2 separate regions of the Zea mays genome follow, and region 2 is linked to region 1. Evidence: chromatin contacts called from public Hi-C data. All regions are on one chromosome and are shown on one strand. Each heading gives the region's core, a stretch centred on a gene start, on an enhancer-like site or on the middle of the called end of the contact. The rest is flanking DNA. Distances are from core to core; before and after follow the strand shown. Region 1 holds the start of LOC100192835 (60 ribosomal protein L14). Region 2 holds the start of LOC100273967.

Region 1 (6,971 bases), core at 2,276-4,775:
ATTTATTCAGTGTTAAAAAAGAGCTGTGGATAAATTTATTGCTATGGAATCACAGGTGTCATCCAGCAACCAGTCACATAATCGAGACCCTATACTTGATAATAATATTGATATGGTCATGTAGATTTATAATCAAGATTGAATATAATCATGTTACGTAAGATTTTATTCAAAGAACTAAATAATGTTTTTTTCTAAAACATGTAGGTCCTACTTTAGAGTTGGCATAGGGCCTCAAATTTTCCCCACCCAGCAGGATCATGGTAGACACATCAAAGAGAAAAGGAGTGGGTTAGTCTGATGATCGAATCAAATTAGGATCGGATCCTATTCCTAATCATTTTTTAACTAAATTTATTTAAGGACCCTAACTTTTGCGAATGAGTATTTGGATCGTGATCCATTACTACCCCTAGAGGTGGATCTATGTCTTTTTTATGTTTCATTTTATTTCTTCATGTCTTCCTTGTAATCTTTGTGATTAGTTTATCGTATGTAATTATTTCTACAATTTTTTTAACAATGATATTTTTTCTACCAACAATTTCAATGCATGCATTCCACATGTTTTTTTAAAAAAAATCTATATTATATAAGCATCTCCAAGAGACCCCTAAAATTTTCTTATATATGGCCATCCTAACCATGAATCGTCCTTAGAATTTCATCTCCCACGACAGTTCCTCTCCTATATCTATATATCTCAGTAGCTACCGATTAGAGTAGACGCATCAATGGGGAGAGGAGAGTAATTGTCGTCTAGAGCAAAGGCATTCGTTTAGACGTGGCAGTTGATCATAGCAGGATAACAGATGCATCGATAGAGCGATTGCGGTTAGGAGGCAAAGGAACTGAATTGCTAGCACGGAAGGCATGGACTAGTGATGTATGGGCAATTGAAAGCATAAGACCCTCAATAGTTTCGGTGATCAATAATAATGATACAAGAGTATTATGATTACATGTGTTTTGCAAAAGAAAAAGTAGTTAGGTCACAATAATGGTGATTGTTTGGGAAATCAACAGTTTTCATGTCTTTAAAGTATGGAATTTATTTTAGTTTTTAAAGGATGGATGACAAGGTTAATGGTGTATTAGTTTCTAAGTGTCAATTGGAGTTGAGAGACATTTAAGAGTACTTCACTGATTTGTTTTCCTCTATAATGAGGGTATGAGTTAGTAATTTGACCTAGGAAAGTATAATGAGTTAAGTGTGGTACATACTAGTTATTTTTATCCTAATTAATTCAGATGAGATCCAAAATCATTTGGAACAACCCTCGTTTACAAAGTTTTCATATTCAAAGTGATTTAGGAATGTTTATAGGGGTGCTTGAATTCGACTGCGCATGAAAAGAGACCAAAGAGGTTCTTATAGTGCCAGATCGGTTCCGACTGGTGTCTTGAGACCAAATGGTACAATTACAGCGACTAGGTCCTTCCTAATGGCTTGTTCGGTTATTTTCAATCCATATGGATTGGAGTGAATTGATATGGATTGAGGTAAAACCGAACAAGCCCTAAAGGGTGTCAAACCATGTTGATAGGTCAATCATTGGACCGTCCGGCTGGTGTCTTGAGACCAAATCTACACGGCTTGTTGGGCAGCCGTGGTTGTTCGCAGCTATAGAGACGTAGAACCTGCAGCTGGATTAAAACCGCAACAAACAAGCCGACAATTATACGCCCAGAGTGACTAGGGTCCTTCCAACAAGGGTGTCGAACCCTGTTAATAGGGCAACCATTAGACAATTGTGTGACTGTGTCCAAGTCCGTTACTCACCGGAATGTGACTAGATAGGTCTCCGATGCTTACCAGAATGTGACTAGAGAAGTCTCATGAACGCTGATCTAGCTAGGGAATTAGACCATACGCTCCTATACAATGTCATCGTGACTATTGAGCCTCATCAAAGATCAACGATCAAAATGGATCACGTGACTGTTGAGTCTCATCAAGAAGATCAATGATCAAGTGTTGGATGGTCAGACGCTTGTATTTTCAGCCTAGACTTGTCGTAACAGTTAATTGCCCGCCCAACTCATCATTTAGCTCCCTTGCCTATATTTTTAGCTAACGATACCCTTTGAAATGTGAGGAAGAAACTTTGAGTTGATAGTCACGAGATTTGCGGCCTCGTTACACATTTGCCACAAGCTACCATAGATATTCCATATCATTCATGGCAAAAGTATCCTGAGCACGCCCGTGCTTGATAAAGTTTGAAATGGGTTTACAGGGAACATATTGGTAATTCTGGCTTTGACAACGCTCAATCGAATTGCTGATCCAACTCATAACCAAAAACTCTAACATGACATTCACGGAAAGAGACTCCTTAAGCCGTGGACGCCTTCTTCAGCTTGGCGAGCTCTTGCCTGATAGCACCGCCCCTCTGTTCACATAAAAGAAAAAGAAAGTGTGAGCCAGCAATATAGACACTGTCAACAGGAACTAGACATTTGACAGGAAGGTTCCTGACCTTAATCTTCGCCAGCATGACTTTGAACCTATCAAAGTCATTGAGCGATGCTCTCCTCTTCTGGACAATCAGCTTCTTGCCCCATGAGCTGTTCTCCCACTTGGTCTTCACATCTGAAAAAAGAATAGCAAGAGATCAAATAAGTGTCACCATTCTCTTATGGGCAATCATCTAGAATATAGAAGTTGAATAAAGTGTGGCGGTGCTAAAGAGGTCCACAACATAAGCTCTAGAGTTACCAGCTTCCTCCATCGCCTTGATCAGGGCTGTCTTCTTGGGGACACGTTTGATGTCAATCTTGATGTCAGTAAGTGAGAGCCGCTTGAAGTTCACCTGGCACCTGACCATATCAGGGGCATCCACAAGTGCCTGGTTCACAGAATGCAACAAGGCGATGAGGGCTTGAATGCTTGATTAATCAATTACAGCAAGACAAATAATCAAGGCAACGCAGAGATAGGTTGCTAGATACTGAACATTCGTTGCACCTTAAAAGGAATCTAAACGAGGGATTCGGTCTTGGTTCATTCGGGGAACAAGTTTGGCAAACAGCCCTTAGCCTCCTGGCATTGCCAAATGCTAAGGTACTATCTCCTCCATTTATCTCAAGAGTAGGTATGGTTAACCGCTAGATGAGGGCACGAGGGCACGCTACTTGGCCAATTCAAATAAATTGAATCAGGTGCTACCAAATACAGCGATTGTTCACATTTCTAACGAAGATCAGCAGATACAAACCCATTACTACCAGTAGTACAAAGCACGAGCCTAAAGGTCAGTCCTTACCCTGTTCTGGTCGACCACATCGACGATGACAACGAGACGGCCATAGTCCTCCCCGTAGTTCACCAGGGCCACGCGCCCGATCTCCACGAACCTCTTGAACGGCTGCACGCATAGCACAAACACACAAAACCCCAAGTCAGAACCCGCACAACTCATAACCCCCACCGGAACTAACACCACTGACACTAAGCGCGATCGACGTACCATCCTCGCGGTGGCGGTGGCGGCGCGGTGAAGCGGCTGGAGCGAGTGGGCGAAGCGCGGTGGAAGATAAACCAGAAACTAGGGTTCGGCGGTGGGAGTGCCCTATAAAGTGCCGTGCAAGTCCACTGGCGCCGTCGGATCAAGAGAAGCGACACTCTGGCCGTCCGATCCAGATCAGCGGAGTAAGAAGTCTACTGGGCCTTTGGGGCCTCGTTTGGAAGTCCGAATGCTGTGAATGTCCCTGGCTTTCCTTCTAGCAGAAACCCGCGTGGAACTCGGCCACAGACCAGATTTCCCCGGCATTTGGAAGCCCACGCGGGGTTACCTCGAAGAAGTACCTTTTTATTTTTACATTTAAAAATTGGAATAATTGGATCTATACTATTAAAAGATCCAAACTTTAGATATATACCATGGACCCCACATGTCATTGACTCATGTGGACCCACATGTAAGTGAGATAGTAATGGTATAGATCCAAAGTGGTGATCTTTTAATGGTATGGATCCAAATTTCCCTTAAAAATTATTTGAAATTTTTAAACGATATCCAAAACTGAAATCTCTATTGAAAATGGTTGGTTTTGTCAATTTTGGGTATATCCAGTAAAATCCGAACCCGAAATTTCGGGTAATAGTTTTTAAAACAAAAAATTGGGTAGTTGCTTTTAATACCGAATTATTCGACTAAAATATTTCGGGTAACCCGAATGCACAGGTATGTTTTTTTTCTAGACGATGATGATAGCTACCGAATCTAGGATTAATAGATATCGAAGCAGATAGGAAGGGGGTGGAGGTTCCTTTTCACCTCTACCCCTGCAAGGCTGCAAGGCTGCAACCTTCTCGCCAAGTGCCACCAGCGCGGTACGTGTGTCGCCAACACCCTCAAAGTCCTCACCGGTGGCTATCAGGTTTGTTAGATTGAAAATTAGTTAGAAATGTATCACATTTCTCATCCCAGCGATAGTCTGTTAAAAAAGTTTTGTTGTCTTTGTAGAATGAAACGTACATATAAGTTTGTTGCGGTGAAATTGCCTATGCGATCCTTTAACCGTACTTTGGCAGAGTTGGTTAGTGAAAGTGGATCATACTAATTGTGTTGGATACTTGGCAACATCTAGAATTAACTTTATATTTCCTTTTCAGCTGCAAGCATGCGAGGGCTTGTTGCTCTTAGGCTCTCAGATGAGAGTATCCTACCCTTCCACTACAACAATTATGCCACAGAGCTTGACCTCTCCTTAGGAGCTCCCAAACAAATTATAGATTCACCTATTTCAGTTTTTTCCCATTTTCTATTTTTTGGTAAGTCCAAATTTATAGAATCACGACAGTTGTCCTGGTTATCAGAATGGAGCATTGGGTATCTGAAAGAGTACTGTGAATGTCTGTGTGAGCTTGTCACCCTTACACAAGTCAATCAAAGAGTTCAGAAAGGCAGTTATAAAAGTGGATTCTGAATTAAAGGTATATATTCTCCAGATTGTTGCATGTTGTTTCCTGATTCATGCTTTCAACATTGTTTAACTTTTTAGTTTTTTGTTAGGCTCTACAGACATGGAAAATTTTGGTCCCAATGTAGAAACAATCCCTTGAAGGTTAGAGGCATCAATGAACGGTTGATGATGATTGAACAGGCATTCACAGACCATGGAGGACTATCTGGATGGCCACGGTACAAACACCTGATAAGTTCTTTTGGATAGATAGCCATATCTCTAATAAGAAAAATTCTAGGCCATTTCTTTATCAAGAGTTGTCCCTGTTTGGTGCCCCTATGCTGCACTTGATGGTTGATGACTCAAATATGTTTGTTGTTAACTACATTGACCCTTTGAATTATTTCCAGGTTTACTTTAAAGGGTACTATAAAGGTAAAAATGTCGTTTTTCCGAGTTAACTCGTGAAATAAAACTTAGAATTATGCATTCATGCATAAATGTCAGCACAGTGACAAATACCATTATTAAATTTCCGAATTAACTCATGAAAGAGAACTTAGAAGCATCGGACTTATCCAGTGACAGACCAGACTTGTCGGGTGAGCACTAAAGGCTCGGGAAAACTTAGATCCAACCTCCCATAAGGGACCCTGCCGGGGAAGAAGGATCCTAGGGCACCTAGAGCACTTCGAGACGACATAGAGTCAACGTGAAGGTGAAGTTAGGGTTTGGAAAGTGACGGGGTTGAGAGAACATATGCAAATAAAGGTTAATTGATAAACATAGAAGTATTGGTTCGATTGGAGTTAACTCAGTTGGCGATTGTCCTTCAATATATATAGGGAGGAGGCTTGGACCCTTGCACAAATTGAAATCCTTCCAAATCCCGAACAAATCTCGAGTTCGGGTCGGATACGACGATCCTGAACATGTCCGGCAGCCACGCCAGACAAATCCAGCGCCGCAGGACTAATTCAGCTCTGGGTCGAATATGTCCGGCACATGCAGCCAGCCAACCCTTCTACTTTTGATGCTCAACACATTGCCCCCTACCTTTCAGTGAAGGTCATGAGCTGAAAGCACTCGGCGCCTAAAATACACCGAGAATAAATATATGTGGATCTGGAGAAACTATATCGTTGTGGTCAGTGGTGGCGTAAGACTCTTTCTGCGGAGGGACCTAAGAACTGGACTCTTTTTATTTTTATATTTATTTTTTGAACTTTCAAAAATATATGTGGATCTAGAGAAATTATAGGATTGGGGTTTGTCCGGGACAGGACGCGGCAAGGGGCAGGCCCACCAGCAGAGGGGCTCGGCAGACGACAGTTTGGGCATTTGCCCACCTGTCACTCGGGCCAGGGGCGACAAGGGGCCTATCGCTTGAAACTATCTGCAGCGGTTACTCCTAAATTTCTCCCCTTATCACTTTTTTGCGTCTAATTATCAACATTTCATTTCATACCCGTAGCGGTTCTCCCTATTTTCTCCCTCTATACCCCACTACAACCATAAAATATTATTTCATATAACTACTTTTTATTCACTATCAATTTTTCTTCTACTAACAATTGTAGCCGGACTCATAGCATACTAGAAAGGAGGAGACGAGCGCGCGCTGCATCTAGAGGGAGAGAGAAGAGAACGGTCGCGTGGGGGCGCCGTAGGGCGATGCGCTGCAGCTGCAAGGGGCGGGACTGTAGCCTCTGCATGGCGGAAGGGGGCAGCTCGCGGTGGCAGCTGCAGATAGTCTGATCCTCGGGCGAAATCCCCCTATCCCCTATATAAAGCATGCATAAATGTCGTCCATTTGTTGGCCGAAGAAGAAAAAAAGGAAAATTGGCAAGAAACAACAAAAGCCCAACAGATGTCCCAAAGAGGTGAGGAGTACTGATAATGTATTAAGGGCTTCTCTTGAGTAGAGCTTAGCACTGATAATGTATTAACGCCCATTCATCAGTTTTGCTGCGCCACTGCAGCTACCTGCCTGCACAGCACACAGATACAAAAACTCACAGTGTGTTAGCGGAAGTGCGGAACAGTGCTAGCAGGTT
Region 2 (6,971 bases), core at 3,059-5,558, 370 kb before region 1:
CCCCGACACATATGAGGATTATTTTTAATCGATGTAATGTTATATGACTTTTTATTTCGCACCTGTTTTTAAATACATCTTTTTATATGTGCTTATTTGTTTACTCTTAATTGCAGGTTGTTGGACAAATATGGTGGGCGGTTTCCTGAGGAGGAGGAGGGGGAGGAGGAGTAGGACGACGGACGATGCAGAGCAGGCAGCGCAGCAGGACGAGGCAGAGCAGGCAGCGCAGCAGCAGGCGGCGCCTCAGGACGACGACGACCAGCAGCAGGACGACGACGACCAGCACTAGGACGCCTCAGGTTCAGGCGGCTCTAGTTCGAGGAGCATCTACTTGCGAGGCCCCGCGAGTCTCCCGCCGCGTCCCATACTTCGGGACAGACGACCGCTGATTCGGCCGGAAGGGGAGAGGTATGTAACTTTATGTTCTTCATTCTTGTTCATATTATGTGTTCAAAATCATAATATAAACTAATACTTTTTATTTATCACTTGGACAGGTCTTGGACGGTTTTGGATTATGCTGGGGGTCATCGTCGCCCCCCAACAACATCCTCGGCCTGCTGTGCAGGGAACACTTCCCTGGACTTGTGGAGTACGCCGGAGTGACGGGCCCAGCCTTCACCTTCGACCACTACGCCGTCGCCCCTGATGCAGTAGACCGGGACGACAGGGAATTCAATAACAAGGCGGAGCGGGTGAAGCAAGAGCTGTGGGTAAGTCTTAGTATAATGTAAAATATATCGCATTCGTTGCAAATTCTTGAAATAATGTATGGATACATCGTTTTTGTATGCAGGATTTCTTCAGATGCGATGCTGGATACGAGGCTAGGGCGGATGTGGTGGCCACCACGAGCTGTAAGAAGCTCGTTGTGGACATGCACTATGAGGCCTGCATCCAGGCCATCATCACCTACCACGGCTCCGTCCTTGGGGAGAAGGTGACCAAACCTCAAGCCCAAACAATGTCGTTGACCAGGGAGCAGTACCTGCAGGTAAAGTCATGCATGTTTGGTACCAGTACTCCATGCATGAATTTTATTTTATCTTCTGATATGCACTTTATGTGTTTACTTTGCAGGTGATTCCACATTGGTGCGCCGCACATCCTCTGTGCTGGGAGCAGATGGTGGATAGGTGGTGTTCGGCTGAGTGGGACGAGGCACACACAGCTAGCCGGGAACGACATTTGATGATGCAAGGCCCGTCCCACCACCAAGGCAGTCGGAGCCTGGGCCAATATGCCGAAGCATGGGTACGCCACCATTTTTATTTAGATATGTAGCACTAAGTTAGATATTATTTCTAACTATCTCGTTGGTTTTCGTTGCAGTCGCGCGTCACATGGTGGCAGGCCTTGCTCCACCTTCTCGGCCTATGCTATGGCCCATAAGGGTAAGGCGACGTCCGACGTCACCTACAACCCGGATGATGGGCCCGAGGCCTACACCAACCCCACCGTCTACAGCCGCCTCCATGACTACACCGCCATGGCGCAGGAGGTCCATGGCCCAGACTATGATCCGAGCACCGAGCCGATCGACCCCGATGTGCTGATGAGGGTCGGAGGAGGCAAGAGACATGGGCGGTACTGGATTGCCGACGGGGCAATCGACTCGTCCTCCACTCCCACTCTGTCTCAGGTGAGAACAAGGAGCACGGGTTCGAGTCCAGCCATACGACCTCGGCACGACAGCTCACAACATCGCATACAGCAACTCGAGGTTAGTGCTTATGTAACTCGTCCTTTCTTGAGTCATATACCTTCTCTTTGAGTTACTATAACGTTGGCTTGTAATATTACAGACCCAACTAGAAGAAGAGAGGAGGGAACGTCAAGAGATGGAGGCGAGGATAATGGCGGAGCGGGCGGCAGCTGATCAGAGGATGGCAGAGATGTTCCAGTACATGCAGAGCCTTGGTGCCGCACAGGGCATCGCTCCGCCACCTCCATTGTTCCCCCAGTTGACCCTACTCTCTTCCACACTCCTGTGAGTATCAAAATTGTAGTTACATGTTTGTAATGCATCTGGTATAACACATGCAATCTCTTCTCTGTGCAGGGCCAATCTGGGGCGGCATCCAACAACCCTCCGGAAGGGTTCAGCCCAACGCAGCCCCGGTCAAACCGCCCACCTCCATGAGTGTTGTGTTTTCATTGTTTTAGACTTCAAAACTTATGTATAATATTTATGTCTGTGTTTGATACTTATGTGAGAGCTTGCGACGTTTGAGACTTATGTTTGTGTTTAATACGTGTGTTGAACACTTATGTTTGTGATGGATATTTATGTTTGTGTTGGCTATTTATGTCTGTGATGTATATATATGATATATATGTGATATCTTCTGTTTGTGTGGATGGAATACAAAAAACAAATAAAAAAGGTATATACTGGTCACTCTGCCGAGTGTCTGGGTCATAACACTCGACAAAGAGCACAAACCTGGACACCGGCTTAGGTTCTTTGCCGAGTGTTATGTCGCTGGCACTCGGCAAAGAACCTGACATGGGGACCCTCCCTGGCGGTTTCTTTGCCGAGTGTCTCTTGTGACACTCGGCAAAGAAGTATTCTTTACCGAGTGCTGCCTGGAAGGCACTCGGCAAAGCAGACTTCTTTGCCGAGTGTCTCAAGAGACACTCGACAAAGCTACCGTCTCCGTCACCCGGCGCCGTAACGGCCACTTTTCTAGCACTCGGCAAAGAGTTTTGCCGAGTGCCCGACAAAAAGCACTCGGCAAAGGAGGCTTTGCCGATGCACTGTTTGACGAGCCTTCTTTGCCGAGTGTTACACTCGGCAAAACCTTTGCCGAGTGTTTTTAAGGCTTCGCTGAGTGCTTCAGGCACTCGGCAAAGCTATTGATTCCGGTAGTGACCACAACTTTTTAATGGTCATATCGTGCCACGGTCGTGTTGTGCCTAAAACTTAAAGCGTGTGTTGATATAACGATGCTCCACTTAAAAATAACTCTACTATAAAACTTTAGGTGGAGTAGCTCTACTTTAGAATCTAGATTGTTTTTCATAACCAGTTGCAGTCTTCAAACTCTATATCTAGGTTACTTAATAGAATACGTTCCACCACTTTTCCAATGTATAGATTTAAATATATTCTAGATTTATAGGGTGATGGATAAAATTGATTTTGTGTACCACTAGTCAAAGTTTTCTACTCAGTACTCTACAAGTTATACCACGCTCTTCCGTTCGTTCTTTTATAATAGAAATGTAACATATGAATATCTCACTCTATATAACCAATAATAATATACAAATATATTTTATATAAAAACTATATTACGATTTTAATTAGAATGGAATTCAATTGTACGCATCCATACATGGCCTAGTTGGATTTGAGAAAACGACATGCGAGTAACCGTGCTTCCACTCAACGACGCCGCATCCGGTCGCAGCCTCACGCGGTCAGTCCTGCTCCGTTCTAAAGCGGAATTCAATGTTGGTTGTTGGTGTTGGCAAAGATTTCACCGCGCGCGTGACACATGCACACAAGACTGGTCCTTCCGTGTTCCGTCCTTATTGTAACAATGGCCACAATTTATATAACACACCTAAGCTGAGATAAGTGTGGCTCGTAGAGTCACACTTTACCATGTCTAAGAGAGCTTTATGGGTTTTTTTTACTCTGACATGTGATATCTAAAACCCTAAGGGCCAGTTTGAGAACCCTATTTTTCCAAGAGCTTCGTATTTTTCTAAGAAAAAATAAACTAATTTTGTTGAGAAAATAAAAATTCTTGAAAAAATAGGCTTCCAGATTAGCCCTGGCCAAAAGAGTTTTTACTATGGTTTAGTTACCAACAAAAAAAATGCCAACTTGGCCAAACTTGACTAAATTGAAGTGTAAACAGGCAACACCTATGACCTATCGTTGTTGATCGGGTTTCGTGATCCTCACTTCTCCGGGCAAGATCACGCTTTGAAATACAGTGCAACTCCACGCGCTGCTGCGTGAATATCTTAGCACATGTACACGCCTATCACCCTTCTCTTCTCCGCGCTCCGCTCCTCCAGTTCGGTCACCGCATCGTCATCGTGCCGAGTCACCTCCCCCTCGATCCCAAGGAGAATTCAGCGCGGTTGTTGACGACGATTTCGTTGTTCCTGACACACGCGGACAAGAATAGTCCGCGCGCGCGCCACTCGTGTTTCGTCACCTGCCATGGTGCCAAGCGTCCGTCGTCTGACGCCAACTGCCCTAGCTAGCGCGTCAAGCTCCGACCTTCTCTGAAGCTAGTCCGAGGGAAGGTCTGCAATTTCTGTCGCCTTCCGTACTACCATCACTTGCCGGCCCAGTCTCAAAGCAGGAGTATTTCATTTGTACCTTGCTGGATCGGAGTGTGCCAACAGCCAAGACAAAAGCACATGGCTGCACCTGCACTGCACCTCTTTGTTTTTTGTACCTTACTGGACGAATGACCTGAACCATGGAGTGGTCACGTCCCGCCTGCATCCCAGTCACAGCCGCCGCCGTCGTCCTCCTCCTCCTCCTCCTGCCGCGCTTCTGCTCACCGGCCGGCGACAAGTTGACCCCCGGGGAGTCGCTGTTGCCCGGTGAGACCATCGTGTCCGACGGCGGCGCCTTCGCGCTGGGCTTCTTCGCACCGTCCAATGCCACGCCAGGCAGGCAGTACGTCGGCATATGGTACAACAACATCCCCGTGCAGACGGTGGTGTGGGTCGCCAACCGGGACGCGCCGGTCACCGTCGGCGACGCGCGCTCCGGCAACTCCTCGTCGTCGTCGTCGTCTGCGCCGTCGCTTGCCCTGGCTAACGGCTCCGCCTCCACCGACCTCGTCTTGTCCGACGCCGGCGGCGGTCGCGTCGTTTGGACCACGAACACCACGAGCTCGGGTACTGGTTCGACCGCCGTGCTTCTCAACTCCGGCAATTTCGTCCTCCGGTCGCCGAACGGCACCACGCTCTGGCAGAGCTTCGACCACCCGACGGACACGTTCATCCCGGACATGAAGGTGGGCCTGCGCTACCGGACGCACGACGGCGCGCGCATCGTGTCGTGGAGGGGGCCCGGCGACCCGTCGCCGGGTACCTTCTCGTACGGCATGGACCCGCGCACGTCGCTGCAGATGCTGATGTGGAACGGGACGCGCACCTACTGGCGCAGCTCTGCCTGGACGGGGTACATGACCGTCAGCAGGTACCACGCCACCACCGGCACGGTCATCTACGTGGCGGTGGTCGACAGCGAGGACGAGATATACATGACCTTCCACGTCAACGACGGCGCCCCGCCCACGCGGTACGTGGTCACGGGCGCCGGCAGGTTCCAGCTCCTGAGCTGGAACCGCGACGCGTCCGCGTGGACCACGCTCGAGTCCTGGCCGTCGCGCTCCTGCAGCCCCTACGGCAGCTGCGGCGCCTACGGCTACTGCGACAACACGCTGGCCGTGGCGACGTGCAGATGCCTCGACGGCTTCGAGCCGGCGAGCCCGGCGGAGTGGAGCGGCGGCGTGTTCTCGCGCGGCTGCCGCCGGCGGAGCCAGCAGCAGGCGCTGGCGCCGTGCGGCGGCGAGGACGACGGGGACGCGTTCTTGGACATGCCCAACATGAAGGTGCCGGACAGGTTCGTGCTCCTGGGGACGAACGTGAGCTCCGGCGACGAGTGCGCCGCGGAGTGCCGCCGGAACTGCTCCTGCGTGGCGTACGCGTACGCCAACCTGCGCCGGAGCAGCGCCAAGGGGGACACGGCGCGGTGTCTCGTCTGGACCGCTGACCTCGTGGACGCGCAGATGGTCGGCGCGCTCTGGGGCGTCACCGCAGAGACGCTCCACCTCCGCGTTCCTGCAGGATTCACTGGTCCAGTATCTTCGTTTCAATATTATTCTTTTCCTTTTGTTTTCCCCCGATTATTATTCTTCGTTTCCCGCCCCCATGCGTCGTCGTCTTGCAACTGCTCACCAAACCTAGCTACCCTGTATGTATTTGTGTAGGCAGAAAGACGAGGAACAAAATTGTAAAAATTGTGCTACCGGTGTTGGCAAGCATTTCTTTGCTCTCGTGCATTTTCCTTGTTTGGTTTTGCAAGACCAGAGGTACATTTACATATTTGTATTATTATTATTATTATTATTTTGCCATCATGCATGTTATCACAAGATCAAATGCTAGTCAAATCATTTTTTTCCTCAGATAAGACAAGCAGCAGTGAAAGTGACAAGAAGTTAGTTCCCGGTAGCGTGCAGACTTCAAGCGACCTCGCAGAACGAAACCCTACCGAAGACCTCGAGTTCGCTTCCATACGGTCTTTCGAAAAGGAGCTGCCTTCCATACAGTTGAGCGACATCGTCGCGGCGACGAAGAACTTCTCGAGGGAATGTATGGTCGGGCGCGGAGGCTTCGGGAAAGTGTACAAGGTAACATTCCGCGTGTCGTGTCCTGTCCTTTTTTCCGCGAATCTGAACTCACGAACCAACACCCAGTTATTGCTCTACTACTACTGTTCTGAAGGGGACACTGTTGGGTGGCCGTGAAGTCGCCGTCAAGAGGCTGAGCAGGGACTCCGAGCAAGGGACGGAGGAGTTCAAGAACGAGGCTACCTTGATCTCCAAGCTGCAGCACCGGAACCTGGTCCGGCTTCTCGGCTGCTGCACGGAGGGAGCCGAGAGGCTGCTGGTGTACGAGTACCTGGCCAACAAAGGCCTAGACGCTATCCTCTTCGGTACGTTAACGCGCTTGCTCTCGTCAGAACTGACGGAGCTTGCTGAAGCAGTGTGTAATGGTGGTATGCTTTATTATCGCCGTGTTCACCGCATGCGCAGACAGCGAGAGGAGGTCGCTGCTGGACTGGCCGACGAGGCTGGGGATAATCAAGGGGGTGGCTAGGGGCCTCCTGTATCTCCATCAAGACTCAAGGCTGACGGTGATACACAGGGACCTCAAAGCGAGCAACGTCCTGCTGGACGCCGAGATGAGGCCTAAGATAGCGG

Evidence for each region. Hi-C and Micro-C count contacts between places; a contact is called where the count stands out from the background.
Region 2: a Hi-C map of tassel shows a contact between it and region 1, with 2.2 times the contacts expected there. The contact joins the promoter of LOC100273967 here to the promoter of LOC100192835 in region 1. A contact is called at or near these places in 3 of 25 Hi-C or Micro-C datasets (ear, leaf and tassel).

What each region holds. Positions count from the first base shown.
Region 1 is chr2:203,756,913-203,763,883 of Zm-B73-REFERENCE-NAM-5.0, reverse strand. LOC100192835 (60 ribosomal protein L14) reads right to left here and starts at 3,525. Exons shown (of 5, transcript NM_001138026.1): 1 at 3,474-3,525; 2 at 3,270-3,371; 3 at 2,723-2,852; 4 at 2,484-2,596; 5 at 2,151-2,396. The coding sequence starts at 3,476. The coding sequence ends at 2,340.
Region 2 is chr2:204,128,177-204,135,147 of Zm-B73-REFERENCE-NAM-5.0, reverse strand. LOC100273967 reads left to right here and starts at 4,308. Exons shown (of 7, transcript NM_001353585.1): 1 at 4,308-5,841; 2 at 5,976-6,077; 3 at 6,175-6,398; 4 at 6,493-6,703; 5 at 6,804-6,971. The coding sequence starts at 4,452.